2 separate regions of the Mustela erminea genome follow, and region 2 is linked to region 1. The links are chromatin contacts, called in public Hi-C maps. All regions are on one chromosome and are shown on one strand. Each heading gives the region's core, a stretch centred on a gene start, on an enhancer-like site or on the middle of the called end of the contact. The rest is flanking DNA. Distances are from core to core; before and after follow the strand shown. Region 1 holds the start of LOC116584797. Region 2 holds the start of NELFA (negative elongation factor A).

Region 1 (2,760 bases), core at 34-2,533:
TTTCCTTTGTGTCCACCTATTTTGTCTTCTTTCTTTCTTTTTTTTTTTTTTAAGATTTTAATTATTTATTTGACAGACAGATATCTCAAGTAGGCAAAGAGGCAGGCAGAGAGAGAGGAGGAAGCAGGCTCCCTGCTGAGCAGAGAGCCCCATGTGGGGCTCCATCCCAGGACCCTAGGATCATGACCTGAGCCAAGGCAGAGGCTTTAACTCACTGAGTCACCCAGGCGCCCCCTTTCTTTCTTTTTAAAAAAACTTTATTTTTAAGTAATCTCTACACCTGAAGTGGGGCTCAATCAATTTTGAGAGCAAGCGTCGCTTGTTCCACCAACTGAGCCAGCCAGGGGCCCCTATTTTCCCTTCTCCTAAGGACGCCAGTCCTAAGTCCGCTTAAGGACTTCTTAATTTGATTACATCTGCAAAGACCCTGTTTCCAAATAGGTCGCATTCACAGTTAGGGGAGTTAGGCCTTGAACGTATCTTTTGGGGAACAAAGTACAACCCACATCTCCCTTACTAACTGCACGACCTTGGGCAGGGTGTGAGGCTTCCTTGTGCACAGTGTGGCAGTAGTGCCGTACCGGCTGCAGGAGTGGCTGGGAGTTAGGAATGGCCGCTTCCCTAAGGGCACATGGTCCCATTTGCCCCGCTGCCCTCCCATCGGGTGATGGCCCGGGCAGTCGCCGCGTGGGCGGCGGAACCGGAGCGGCGCGGGTTCAGCGGGGCAGGAAAGCTCGCACGTTCCGGCCGCGGGATAAGGAGGCGGCGCCCGGGCTGCGGAGGTTAGAAACCTGCCCCAGCGGGGTACGCAGAGCTCCCGCCGTCCTGGCCCCGACCCACAAATCCCGCCCGCTCCATTGGCCACGCGCCGCGAGGCCCCGCCCCCGCCCGGCCCCGCCAGTGGCCCGCTACCTGGCTCCTCTTCCTGACTCTGACCCTCCGCCGCCAGGGTGTCGCCCGCTCAGTGAGTCTCGTGGCTTCCGCCGAGGGAACCGAGGGCAGCGATGAGAAGACGGGCGATCTTCGCCGTGCCGCGCCCACCCCTGCACCGCCCTCCTCCGCGGGGACTGCCCCAGGTGGAGGACCACCAGTCAGGGCGCCCTGGCCAGCGCTGCCCACCCACTCAGGTTTTCGCTGAAGAAACATTGTTTTGTGCTAAAGTTGCGCTTCTTTTTCTAATTATGAAGACTGCAGAAAATTAAAACCCAAAACATATTAGGGTGCCTGGGTGGCTCCATCGATAAGCGTCTGCCTTCCGCTCAGGTCATGATCCCAAGGTCGTGGAATCCAGCCCCATGTCAGGCTCCCTGGCCTGCTTTTCCCTTTCCCACTGCCCCAGCTTGTCTTCCCTCTCTCGCTGTCTTTGCGTGTCAAATAAATAAAATCTTAAAACACACACACACACACACACATCCAAAACATCAAAGAGAAGAAAATGAAAGTTCTTTGCAGGCTCTGGGCCTGCCACTAGGTGTAAGAACTGGTAAAATCTTGGGGAACTCTTTGGGGGCACTTCTGTTTTGGACTAGTGACCACCTTCCCCAGCCTGAGTTGGGGACTGACTAGAGACAGCAGAAGCAGCCACTCACAGCCAGCCTAGTGGGCAGCCACACAGACACAGAACCTGGCCTCTCTTTCCCTCACTCCTGCCCCCAGCCAGATGGACTTTTATTTTTTTATTGTAATAAGTTTACTTTTTAAAAGATTTTGTTTATTTATTTGTCAGAGAGAGAGCGCGCGCACAAGCAAGGGGAGCAGCAGGCAGAGGGAGAAGCAGGCTCCCCGCTGAGCAGAGAGCCTGATGCAGGACTCAGTCTCAGGACCCTGGGATCATGACCTGAGCTGAACGCAGACGCTTCACCGACTGAGCCACCCAGGCGTCTCTGTAATAAGTTTATATTTACAGAAAAGATGCACAGATAACAGTTGCCCACCTGTTTCCCCTAGTCTCATCAGCTCACATTTCCATGGTAGCTTTGTCAAAACTAAGAAACCAGCATCAGACCATTAACACTAAATTCTAGGCTTGATTCAGAGCTCACCAGTTTTGCCACAAATGTGGAAACATTTGTCTTTTTTTTTTTTTAAAGATTTTATTTATTTGTCAGAGAGAGTGAGCGAGAGCAAGCACAGGCAGACAGAGTGGAAGGCAGAGTCAGAGGGAGAAGCAGTCTCCCTGCGGAGCAAGGAGCCCGATGTGGGACTCGATCCCAGGAAGCTGGGATCATGACCTGAGCCGAAGGCAGCTGCTTAACCAACTGAGCCACCCAGACGTCCCGACATTTGTCTTTTTAAAAAAGCAAATTGGAGGGCGCCTGGGTGGCTCAGTGGGTTAAAGCCTCTGCCTTCGGCTCAGGTCATGATCTCAGGGTCCTGGGATCGAGCCCCGCATTGGGCTCTCTGTTCAGCAGGGAGCCTGCTTCCCCCTCTCTCTCTGCCTGCCTCTCTGCCTCCTTGTGATCTCTGTCTGTCAAATAAATAAATAAAATCTTAAAAAAAAAAAAAAGCAAATTGGATTGAGGCTAGAACAGAGAATCCTGTAGTAGATGGGCCCTCCCACTGTCAACAACAATTAACATGGGCAAAACAGATGACGCAGCTGTTTTCAGGTGTGACAAAACAGGAAAGGCAGGACTACAGTCTCCAGTGAAGGGAAATTCACAAGGTACTCCTTGCCCACCCAGCTCTGTACTTGTGGCAGTCCCTCACCATGGCACAGGGAGATGTGGTCCAGCCAGGGGACACCATATGACTGATCTC
Region 2 (2,700 bases), core at 29-2,528, 130 kb before region 1:
GTCGATGATAAATCAGTAGGTATCCCGAACACACCAGAGTGGGTTGGGGGTGGTGCCTGGGGAGAGAGGTGAGCTAGATCTGATCTGAGGGGACTGGACTGCAGACCTCTCCACTGCCCAGGTGCAGAAGGGTGAGGCAGTGGGTGCATCCCCCCTTCCTCCCCATAGTGGTCTTGAACTGGAAAGATGGAGCCTATGGGTGTGAAGGGAGTAGGTCCGAAGGGGCGATTTGGACGCCGGCGCTCTTGGAGATGATGGGGGAGGGGCACAAGTATGTGTTGGGGCAGGGAGGTGAGGACCTGGGAAGGAGGTACCGTCCTGAGGCACGGAGGTGCTCCCTAGGCAGGTCGCCCTTGCTCCTGCTCACAGCCTGCGACCTCCTGCAACCTCCCCTTCTCCGACAGATGCCCCAGTCCTGCCAGGCCATGGTAGACCAGTACCCACTCCTCCCAGTTTGTGACCATAACCAGAGCACCTCCTGGTCCACGGAAACCTCCCGAAGCAGGCGAGGTGGCGGGCCTATTAGGAAGCAGAGGGTTGGCCACGGCGGAGAGTAAGCCCCGCAGGCAAAGGGATCTTGACTCCGTGCTGGGATTTCCTTGATCATTCCCAAAGTGGAATCCTGGCACGGGGAAACCGCCCTCACTCCGCCGGGAAGGCAGGGCTCATTCTCCCGCACTCCGGGCATCTGCAAAGGGAAGGTCCAAGTCTGGCAGGCTGCCCGCACAGCGACTCCGTCCTCTCCCCGGGCAGCTGCGGGCACCAGCAAACACAGCGGCACCGGGGACCGGAGTCCAGCCAAGCACCCGCCGCCCAGCGGCCTCTGCGCACCATCCTCACTACCGTACACCGCCCACTCCCTCTGGGCCGCAGAGCCCACTCAGGCCTCTGGGACGGCAGCGAGCACAGGGCACCCCTCACCCGAGGGCATGCGAGCGCCCCGGGCAGCCCCCGGCGGACCGTCCTACGCGTCCTGTGGCCCTTGGAGACCTTCCTTCGGCACGGCCAGCGCGCAGGGTGCTCCTTCAGCAGGGGGGGCGAGGAGGCCTGGGCCGTGCGCCTGGGACCCTGCCTGGAAGCCCGCCTCCGGGCCACATTGGACGCCTGGTCCGCACCGGGACCAGATAGCGCGGGCTACCGGGCGGGCGTCTCGCGGCAAGGGCCAACCCCGCTAGCGCGCTCCGCCTCGAAGCCGCGTCCCCCGTCCACGCGCCCTTCCGCCACAGGCGCGCGACGCCCCTCTCCTGACGTCATCTCACCCAGCCGCCGAAGAGCAGGCCGCGGGCGCCGCCATGCTGCGTTACGGCGACCCGCGAGCCCTCCTCGGCGCCGCCGCGTACCGCCTCGCCGAGGCCCCGCCCCCAGGAGACGTCACCGCGGCCGCCCCGCGGGCGCCGCCATGTTGGGGGTCCTCGCCGCGGCCGCGTAGGTGTCTTCATAAGATGCCGGCTCGGCGGCGCCCGGCTTTCTCCCCCCAAAATGGCGTCCATGCGGGAGAGCGACACGGGCCTGTGGCTGCACAACAAGCTGGGGGCCACGGACGAGCTGTGGGCGCCGCCCAGCATCGCGTCCCTGCTCACCGCCGCGGTCATCGACAACATCCGTCTCTGCTTCCACGGCCTCTCCTCGGCCGTGAAGCTCAAGCTGCTGCTCGGGACGCTGCACCTCCCGCGCCGCACCGTGGACGAGGTGAGGCGAACGGCGGTGGGAACGCGGGGCCGCCCTTTCCAGGGACCCTAGACCCGGGCCCTGCCCCCTTCTCTCCGACTTTCCCTCTTACCCCTTCCAGCCCTCCCCCGGACCTTCACGGTCACCCGGAACCCCGCGACCCTCACGCCCCACTTCCCACGGACCCTCATTCCCGCCTCGAGACCCTCGTCCCCGACCCTCACGCCCTCCCCTACCCTCACGCCCCCCTGCCCACGCACAGTCATTCCCGCCCCGAGACCCTCATGCCCGACTCTCAAGCCCCCCTGCCCACGGACCTTCACCGCCCCCTGGCCCACGGACCCTCGTTCCCGCCCCGGGACCCTCGTGCCAGACCCTCACGCCCCCCTGGCTCACGGACCCTCGTTCCCGCCCCGGGACCCTCGTCCCCGACCCTCACGCCCCCTGCCCACGGACCCTCATTCGGGCCGCGGGACCCTCGTTCCTCGACCCTCACGCCTCCCCCTCTCTCACGCCCTGGTCAGGCCTGTCTCCCGACCGCCGGCCCCACAGGCCCCGGCCTCCCGGCCCCGGGGGTGCTGGAGGGGAGGAGCTGGAGCCCACCGGCTGGGAGGGGAGGTTGGGAAGCCGCCGGAGGACGTGGGGTCCCCCCGCAACCGGGATCCGGGCCGCGGAGGGCGGCGGGCTCCGGGTTCTGTCCCGGGCACCTCACGAACAGCCGCTCGTTCAGGACGCTTGTTCACAAATCTTAGGGTTCTTCCCGCGTACGGGTGCTCCACGTCGCTCAAGGGCGTGAGTGTGAGACTGGTCTTGTTTTTGCGAAACGGCACGCTGTGTCGGTTTTCGCGCGAGGTGAACTAGGTTTCAAAACACCGAAGCTGGCGCCGGCTAACGTAGTGCCGCTGCGGTTGTCGGAGGACGCGGCTGCGGTCTGTACCTTCGTGGCTGCGGGTGGAGCCGGCGCACAGGTGCGGGTCTGCGGGGCTGGCGGGGCTGGCGGGGAGGTGCCTGCTGCGCGCGTGCCCGAGGTGC

What was found. A called contact is a pair of places that touch in the nucleus more often than the background predicts.
Region 2: a Hi-C map of skeletal muscle shows a contact between it and region 1, with 11 times the contacts expected there. The contact joins the promoter of NELFA here to the promoter of LOC116584797 in region 1. A contact is called at or near these places in 2 of 3 Hi-C or Micro-C datasets (skeletal muscle and spleen).

What each region holds. Positions count from the first base shown.
Region 1 is chr2:98,086,731-98,089,490 of mMusErm1.Pri, reverse strand. LOC116584797 reads right to left here and starts at 1,283. Exons shown (of 5, transcript XM_032333596.1): 1 at 913-1,283. The coding sequence starts at 1,146.
Region 2 is chr2:98,215,258-98,217,957 of mMusErm1.Pri, reverse strand. NELFA (negative elongation factor A) reads left to right here and starts at 1,278. Exons shown (of 12, transcript XM_032333592.1): 1 at 1,278-1,689; 2 at 2,530-2,636. The coding sequence starts at 1,293.